2 separate regions of the Mus musculus genome follow, and region 1 is linked to region 2. A link is a contact called in public Micro-C data. All regions are on one chromosome and are shown on one strand. Each heading gives the region's core, a stretch centred on a gene start, on an enhancer-like site or on the middle of the called end of the contact. The rest is flanking DNA. Distances are from core to core; before and after follow the strand shown.

What was found. A called contact is a pair of places that touch in the nucleus more often than the background predicts.
Region 1: a contact with region 2 is called in a Micro-C map of trophoblast stem cells, with 3 times the contacts expected there. The contact joins two enhancer-like sites. A contact is called at or near these places in 3 of 39 promoter capture datasets (maxillary cranial neural crest, neural stem cells and stem cell-derived epiblast-like cells), 4 of 15 datasets of contacts at CTCF or cohesin (the NIH/3T3 cell line, large pre-B cells, pro-B cells and 1 more), 9 of 484 Hi-C or Micro-C datasets (B cells, the G1E-ER4 cell line, cerebellum and 5 more), 2 of 115 datasets of contacts at active chromatin or transcription factors (embryonic fibroblasts and stem cell-derived neural progenitor cells) and 1 of 9 other capture datasets (adipose tissue).

What each region holds. Positions count from the first base shown.
Region 1 is chr1:58,745,388-58,749,174 of GRCm38.p6, forward strand. The region is part of intron 8 of Cflar (CASP8 and FADD-like apoptosis regulator); the gene reads left to right. Among named protein-coding and RNA genes, the nearest start is that of Cflar, 34 kb to the left of the region's middle. Within about 2 kb of position 1,699, at least 8 of the 459 cell types and tissues checked have an H3K27ac peak or open chromatin away from gene starts, as enhancers often do. A contact at or near this core is called in trophoblast stem cells, where this site is marked.
Region 2 is chr1:58,456,521-58,460,289 of GRCm38.p6, forward strand. It overlaps Nif3l1 (Ngg1 interacting factor 3-like 1 (S. pombe)), which reads left to right. Exons shown (of 7, transcript NM_022988.3): 6 at 1,260-1,343. Among named protein-coding and RNA genes, the nearest start is that of Gm23966, 8.2 kb to the right of the region's middle. Within about 2 kb of position 1,926, at least 19 of the 459 cell types and tissues checked have an H3K27ac peak or open chromatin away from gene starts, as enhancers often do. A contact at or near this core is called in trophoblast stem cells, where this site is marked.

The DNA of each region.
Region 1 (3,787 bases), core at 449-2,948, 290 kb after region 2:
ATTGTCCTCAAGCCTAAAAATGGAAAGGAAGGAAAGAAAGAAGGAGAAAGAAAGAAAGAAAGAAAGAAAGAAAGGGAGGAAGGAAAGAAGGAAGGAAGGAAGGAAGGAAGGAAGGAAGGAAGGAAGGAAGGAAGGAAGAACTTATTTTAGGATTAGATTGCTCAATGGGTAAAGGTGCATGCTTACAAATGTGTAGACCTGAGTTCAAATCTCTTGATCCCAAATAAAGGGCAGCATGTGTTGCCTGTAGTTCCAGCCCTCCTATGAAGAGATGAGAGAGCCTCTGGAAGTGCATGAGCCAGCCTAGTCTGACAGACACAGGACAGAACAGCAAAGAGATCTTCTCACACAGATGGCAGGAGGGAGCCCAAGGCTGACCTGTAACCTCTGTATGAGCACACACTCCGAAATCCACGTTGGCCTTGTCCTCCTTCCCTTCCCCACCTAGGATATCCTGCCCACTTTGGGTTTCACCTATTCACCGTATCTTGACTTATGAAGGGCACCCAGTAACTGATTGTAAATAGGCTGGCCAGACATTGCCTCTTATTTATTCCATGTATTTATTTAGAAGGTGCTAAGATAAATCTGCTTATATAACTCAAAATGAATTCTAAATGCGTAAATGAATGAATTCTAGATGAGCAAGGCCCAGGCATTTTCCTGAGCCTGTGATTGGCTCCTGGCAGCCTTGTGCCAACTGCAGAGCATCCGTGGTTTCTAAGAAGCAGTTGTAGCTGCCAAGCTGCAGCTGGGCTGGGCATGGGTTGTCCAGGGTGGGAGAAGGAGACGCGGTGCTTCTGTATTTTGTTAACGTTTTATTTTATAAAACCGACACCCAACTGTTTCTTCCTGTATTTGTAAGCACTGGTATGGTAGCTAAGCCATACATGGAGCACAGAGTCTGTCCACCCTAAGATCGTTTTAATTTAGAATAAGGAGACTTGCATCCAAGTCATAAGCAGTTAGGAAGAAGATGCCTGGCAGGGTCTCTGATTTACGGGTTGATATGCCGCCTTCATCTCCTTTAGAATTAATCATTTATGTTTGAATAAATGCAGTTTGGAAGTATCTTTACAGAAACCCCGCTGGGTTCTGCCGTTTTGGTTTAGGTGTTAGAATTATGCCCATTTCACAGATGAACAAATGGAGGCTCTCACTTACTCAAAGTTACACGTTCCCCCTCCCCATTCCTTACAGTGTATAAATCAGACAGTGCTACATGCTTGTCTTTGCTGGCTCACGGAGGAAAGGAATGTTGATGTACTGCTCCAGCTGGCATCTGTGCCTACCTGGTCTTGCCATCCAATAGAGGAAATGTCAGCGGTGATGGCCCACAACAGGCTGCTGACTGACTTGCCTTGCCATATCGGAGGATTGCTCTGTTTTGTCCCAAGCCCCATACAGATTTCGGATTTTTCTTGGTGGTGGTTGTGGCATGTGGGACCTTTGCCTTTCCCCTCTTGCTTTTGGGAAACATTTTCTGCGTTAGATTTTGCGTGCTTATCCTACACTTAGCCCCTCTGAGGCGGAAGCTGAGCCACTGAACCCGAGGAAAAGGAAGGTAGAGCAGCCTTTGCTCTACCCGAGCGCATCAGCCTGGGCAAGAGGGCTGGCTGGGCTTTCCACCAAGGCTTTACCAGTGAAGAGAGTTTTGAAGCTGGCCAGCCAGTGCATTGGAACCTGCATTTCCTTGGTTACTTCTGCTCCCTAGCGGAGAGAATACGCCATAGCAAGAGAAAGGAGCTAGCAGTGGGGCTGCGATCCTGTTAACCTGCTAGTCTTGTGGTGCTAACTAATTATCTGCAGTAGACCAGTTAAAAACACAATAACAGTGAAAAGCAGAAAACAGAGATTTAGTTCGTATGGCCACACTGGGAAGAGGAAAAAGAGGTTCGGTAACCCGTAATCCATGAGTTAGGTTTAAGTAGAAGGCAGGAGGTTTGCATAATGAAGCTGACCTAGGAAAGGTCGGGTCCAGCTCATCACCGTTGCCTGTGTTCGAGGCTCTCCTGCAAATCTGTCCGACCAGTCACCAAGCTTCAGCTCTTTCCTCCTCCCTGCATGAGATTCCGGGGGTAATTATAATATCTCGGGTCCGTTGTTTCAACTGTCTGGCACAGGCAGGGGCACATGCGTTTCTTTAGGCTGTCTCTATTCCTGCCGAGTGGTTAAAGTCCTAAGGTAGCTTCTCTCGCTTTCCTGTCTTGGACCTAACCTGGGTATAGTTCTGCACTTTAAACCTTGCTCGCACCCCAGGGCGACGGCTAGGGTGGGTCAGTGTGGTCGATCATTTCTACCACCCAGATCGTAGAAGGAGAAAGAGGAATCTAACAGGTAATCAGCAAACCTGTAAAACCGTGCCCTGCCCCCATTTCCTTAATAAGAGGCTTGCTAGTTGTGAGCTTAATGGTGTCTGCACTTTTCTATCTTTTTTTCAACATTAGAGAATATAACTAATTTCCAGGAGAGGGTGGGTCAGCAGAGGATAAGAGTATGTATAACTACAGTCGTGAGTAGAGATGATTGGGTCATTCTTACTGACAAGAGAGAGCATTATCTATCTAATAATGCATATAAATCACTCGACAACTAAGTGGCTGAAGCAAACTATTCACTTGATTATCGCTTACGGTTTTTGTGGGTCGGGACTTTGGGGATTCTTCTGGCTTAGAGTCTGTGGTGAGGCACTCAGCTGGGGCTAACTGAAGGCTTGACTGGGGTTGGAGGAGCCATTTGTTGCCTGCCTGGAAAGCTAAGGATCTTGCCAAGAGGCTCCAGTTGTCCCACATGTGGCCCTCTCCAAGACACTGCCCCCTGAGCTCTCATGTAAGACATTTTAAAACCACCTTGTCTTGGTACAGTGTAGGGCATGGAAAGTTCTAGTATATACTATGTATACACAGGCACCACTCATAGGCTGAGCAAATTCAATTTCAAACACTCAAGCCAGTTCTTTCCTGCCTCCTAGATCACTGCTCATGCAAAGCCGTCTTCCTTCTCATCTTTATTTTGTCCTTCTGTTCTCACCTGGCACCTAGAATACAAACTGAGGTTCTCCTCTCTCGCATTTATCGTTTATTTGTGGTTGGCCAAGCTGGGTGGGCAAGAAGGCTGAAGCTGTGAGTCTGGCTTGTTTGTGACTATCTGCACTTCATATGAATCCTACTTGGACAGTGCGCTGAGAACTGGTACTCAATAGTCATGTGACCTTCAGTCGTTTTCTCCCCTTGATCCCTTTCTGGGCAGTCTTATATCAGACGCTTGCTCTCAGTAGAAGCTAGACTGCTGTAGTTACTGTGTGGTTCGGTTTGGAGCAAACTTAGGATAGACTTCTGGAAAGTCCACACCACTGGAGAAGGGTTGGCGTTGGAGACAGGACGCAAGAACAAGTCCAGAGAGGTAGATGAACAGTCTGAATGGGAGGCACTTGCTGGGTCTCTGGGTTCAGGACAGAGCAGCTTTCCTGCCCAGCAAATTTTGAGGTAGAGGCATTTGTCAGATAAAGAACAGAAAAGCAGTGGGTGATGTAGAAGTTTTGAATGGGAAAGAGAAAGAAATGTCTATATTTTATTATCAAAGGTATGAATTGGTTTAAGAGGCTGTGTTTATTCTCCTAGTAAAGGCAAACTGGACAGATGAGAAAAAAGTGGACTTGATTGGACCTAGAGCCACAGAAACTTCTAGAATATGTGGAAAATCTTTTAGGCAATGGAATAAGACTGAACATTACTTATATTGTCTTTATTTCTATTGTTTAATCCTCACAGCACTCTTTCTGGTTGGT
Region 2 (3,769 bases), core at 676-3,175:
CTGGGGCTGGTGAGATGGCTCAGCGGTTAAGAGCACCGACTGCTCTTCCAAAGGACCTGAGTTCAAATCCCAGCAACCACATGGTGGCTCACAACCATCCGTAATGAGATCTGACGCCCTCTTCTGTAGTGTCTGAAGACAGCAACAGTGCACACACACATATAATAAATAAATAAATAAGTAAATCTTTAAAAAAAAAAATTCTAGACTGGGCTGGGTGTGGTGATGCCTACCCATACTTGTAGCCTGGCTGCACAGATCGACAGGCCAGCCAAGGCTACACCATGAGGCCTGTCTTAAAAAGAAAAAAAGGGGTGGGGTGGAGGTGGGTAGGTGCCTAATATATTTGTAACATACTGCATTTTTTCAACTTGAAGTGTTTGCATGTTGTCAGATGCCCCTGGAACTGAGGTGGCGAGCCACCAGACATGGATGCTGGGAACCAATCTTGGGTCCTCATGAACAGCAGCAAGTGCTTTTAACCCAACCATCCACCTCTCCTGCCCTGCATTTCTTTCTCTAACTTGTTCTGTTAGTTCCTCAGCCCTCTCGCCACTGTCTGCAGACCCAGCTGAGGATTATTATTAGCATAAGGCAAAGCCCAGAGCGGTAGCAAAGCCCAGAGCGGCAGCACTGCTGTTACCCAGGCTCATGGGCTTTTGTGGCTGTGTTAGAAGAAACTGTGCCCTTGCCTTTCATTCCCTTTGTGGTGTCAAACTGGATCATTTGCCTACATTTTAAAAAAAAATTGTTTTTGGAGCTAGGCATGCTGGCACACACTACTAATTTGGCATTTGAGGAGTGAAGGCAGGAGGGTCACTAGTTCTGTCCAAGTTCAAATTTCACGAATTGAGAGCTGGTCCTGAACTTAGGGCCATCCTCACAGATTCTGGGATTACAGGCATGCACCATCGCCATCGCCGTGCCTGACTCACTCCATGCACCATCGCCATCACTCCCGACTTTGGCTTTACTGTTGCTTTGCATTTATTGTTTTGGGACAGGGTCTCACAGTGTAGCCCTGGCTGTCCCGAAACTATACAGACCAGGCTGGCCTTGAACTCAGAGATCCACCTGCCTCTGCCTCCCTAGTGTTAGTTTAAAGGTGTGTGCCACCACACCCATTTTAAAATCAAAGACAGCATAATTCATTATATTGATCTAGCTAGTCTGCACTAGATTTAGAATTGTAGTACCAGTGTTGATCTGGAAGGGGTCGGATCTCTGTGATAACACCTGGTGGTACTTTTGTCTTGTAGAGTCCCAAGTCAAAGTTGTGGCCCTGTGTGCTGGTTCTGGGGGCAGTGTTCTACAAGGAGTGGAGGCCGACCTTTACCTCACAGGTAGGGCTATTTCTGGATCTCTTCCTCAGCCTTCCTTTGCTGTTGCTGTAATTTTAATAAACAAGCTCTGCCTGCCTTCCCAGCCAGGCTCCAAGTTCAGCCGTCACCCTCAGCTCTGCCAACAGCCAGCTGGCTGTTTTTCCTGGGAGCTCTGATCGCTCCCCCAGCCCTCAAGCCTAGCTTCACCAAGCCGCCAACAACCACCCTGGCTGCCCTCTTTCTCCTCCTGCCCACCTTAGTCCCTCTGATGGAAAACAGTTTTATTATTTTTAAGCTAGCCAGATAACTCAATGGCTGGGTGAAGAATTTCTTGCTCTAATTTTACCAACTAACTCCTTCCGTCCTTCTTGCCTCCGCCCCGTTGCTGCAGAGGCTACAAACTATCTTCTTCCTCATTCCAAAGCCTGATTTGAATTCTTCTTTCTCTGTATCCCTTCCCTTCTCTTCCTCCTGGAACTTGGAAGTCCCACCTTTTTCTTTTTGCCCAGCAATTGGCTTTCACCTCCTTTATTGACACAATCAAGAACCAATTAGGGAATTGACACCTCCCTCTATCCTTTACTTCTTAGTCATTCAGAACTAGCAGATTTCAGGGCAGTGTGACATGGCTAAAGTACCATCAATAGCTTTCCCCCTTTCGTTTGTTTTGCAGTACAGGGCCTTGAACTGGGAGCCTCCCGCATGCAATAAACACTATGCTACTGAGCTATGCCACCAGCCCCCAATGGTTGTCTTTGGCTCCTAGGCTTCCCACTCTGTTCTTGACATAATCTAAAAGACACTGCTTAATTTTATTTGTTTATTTTGTTTGATTTTTGAGACAGGATCTCACAATGTATCCCTGATTGGCCTGGAACTTGTGTAGACCAGGTTAGCCTGGAAAGGCAGGGATCATCTATCTGCCTTTGCCTCAAGTGCTGGGATTAAAGGCCCGTGTCACCATGCCCTTCTTTTTCTTGTTTCTTGAAGTCTTAGAGTGAAGGCCAAGCCGACCTCAACCCTGTCATCCTCCTGCGTCAGTGTGCACTCAGCTCAGCCCTGGTTAATTTTTATTGAAAATAATTTTTTGAGGCTGGGGAATGCTCAGTTGGTGAAGTGCTTGTGATGTATGCATGAGGACCTGAGTTTGCTCTGGGCCCACATCAGAAGAGCCGAGTGCAGCAGCCATGCCTATAATCCCAGTGCTAGAGAAAAGACAGGAGAAGTCTGGGCTCACTGCCAGCTAGTCTAGAGGAGGTGCTGAGCTCCATGTCCACAAAGATCTTGTCTAAAAATGTAAGGTGAAGAGAAACATTAGTAAGTGTCTAATTTCCCACATTTGCATAAGGGAATGCCATACTTCTGAGATTATACAAGGAACCATTGAGGGGAAAGGTGTCAGCTGCCAGCATTTCATGTCCAAATGTTTCCAGAGTAAATAAATACCTGTGTGTACACATAATCCTCTACATACACATGGAAGGCTTTGGATTTGTTATAATATGTGCGTTAGAGAAATTCAAGCAATTGCAAAATGTTAAGATATATATTTTTTTAATATTTATTATATGTAAGTATACTGTAGCTGTCTTCATACACTCCAGAAGAGGGCATCAGATTTCAAAACGAATGGTTGTGAGCCACCACATGGTTGCTGGGATTTGAACTCAGGACCTTTGGAAGAGTAGTTGGCCCTCTTAACCAGAGCCATCTCACCAGCCCCAAGATATTTTAAAAGGTGCTCGGATACAAACTGTTCCCAACCATGAACTGATACAATTGTGCAGCACTGAAAATAGCTCACTTTCCCAAGAACACATTTTTCTCTTATTTATGCATTTAAAAATTGTATGCAGGCCTGATGGTGCACGACTTAAATCCTATGACTTGGGAGGCAGGTGAAGCTCTGAATTTGAGGCCAGCTTTGTCTATAGAGTGGTTCTCAGGACAGCCAGAGCAAAACAGAGAAGCCCTGTTTTGAAAAAACAAAACAACAAATATTTTTTTTAAAGTTATTTGTAATGGCTTTATGTCTGTAAACACTGGTCAAAGTTTTTATGAACAAACCAAATTCCATATGACACACACAGAGGCACTTCAAGAATTTCATGTTTTGATTATATTCATTTCCCCTCCCCCACAATATGTTTTTGTTCTCAAATTCACTTATCGAATTCATAAGTGGTACTTTTAAAAATCCAAAACATGCCGGGTGATGGTGGTGCACGACTTTAATCCCAGCACTTGGGAGGCAGAGGCAGGTGAATTTCTGAGTTAGAGGCCAGCCTGGTCTACAAAGTGAGTTCCAGGACAGCCACGGCTACACAGAAAAACCCTGTCTCGAAAAACAAAAACAAAAACAAAAATCCAAAACATATTTGAGTTTTCCCTATATTTTCTCACATTAACTTTTCTCTTGGTTTTTCAAATATAGGGTCTGTGTGGCC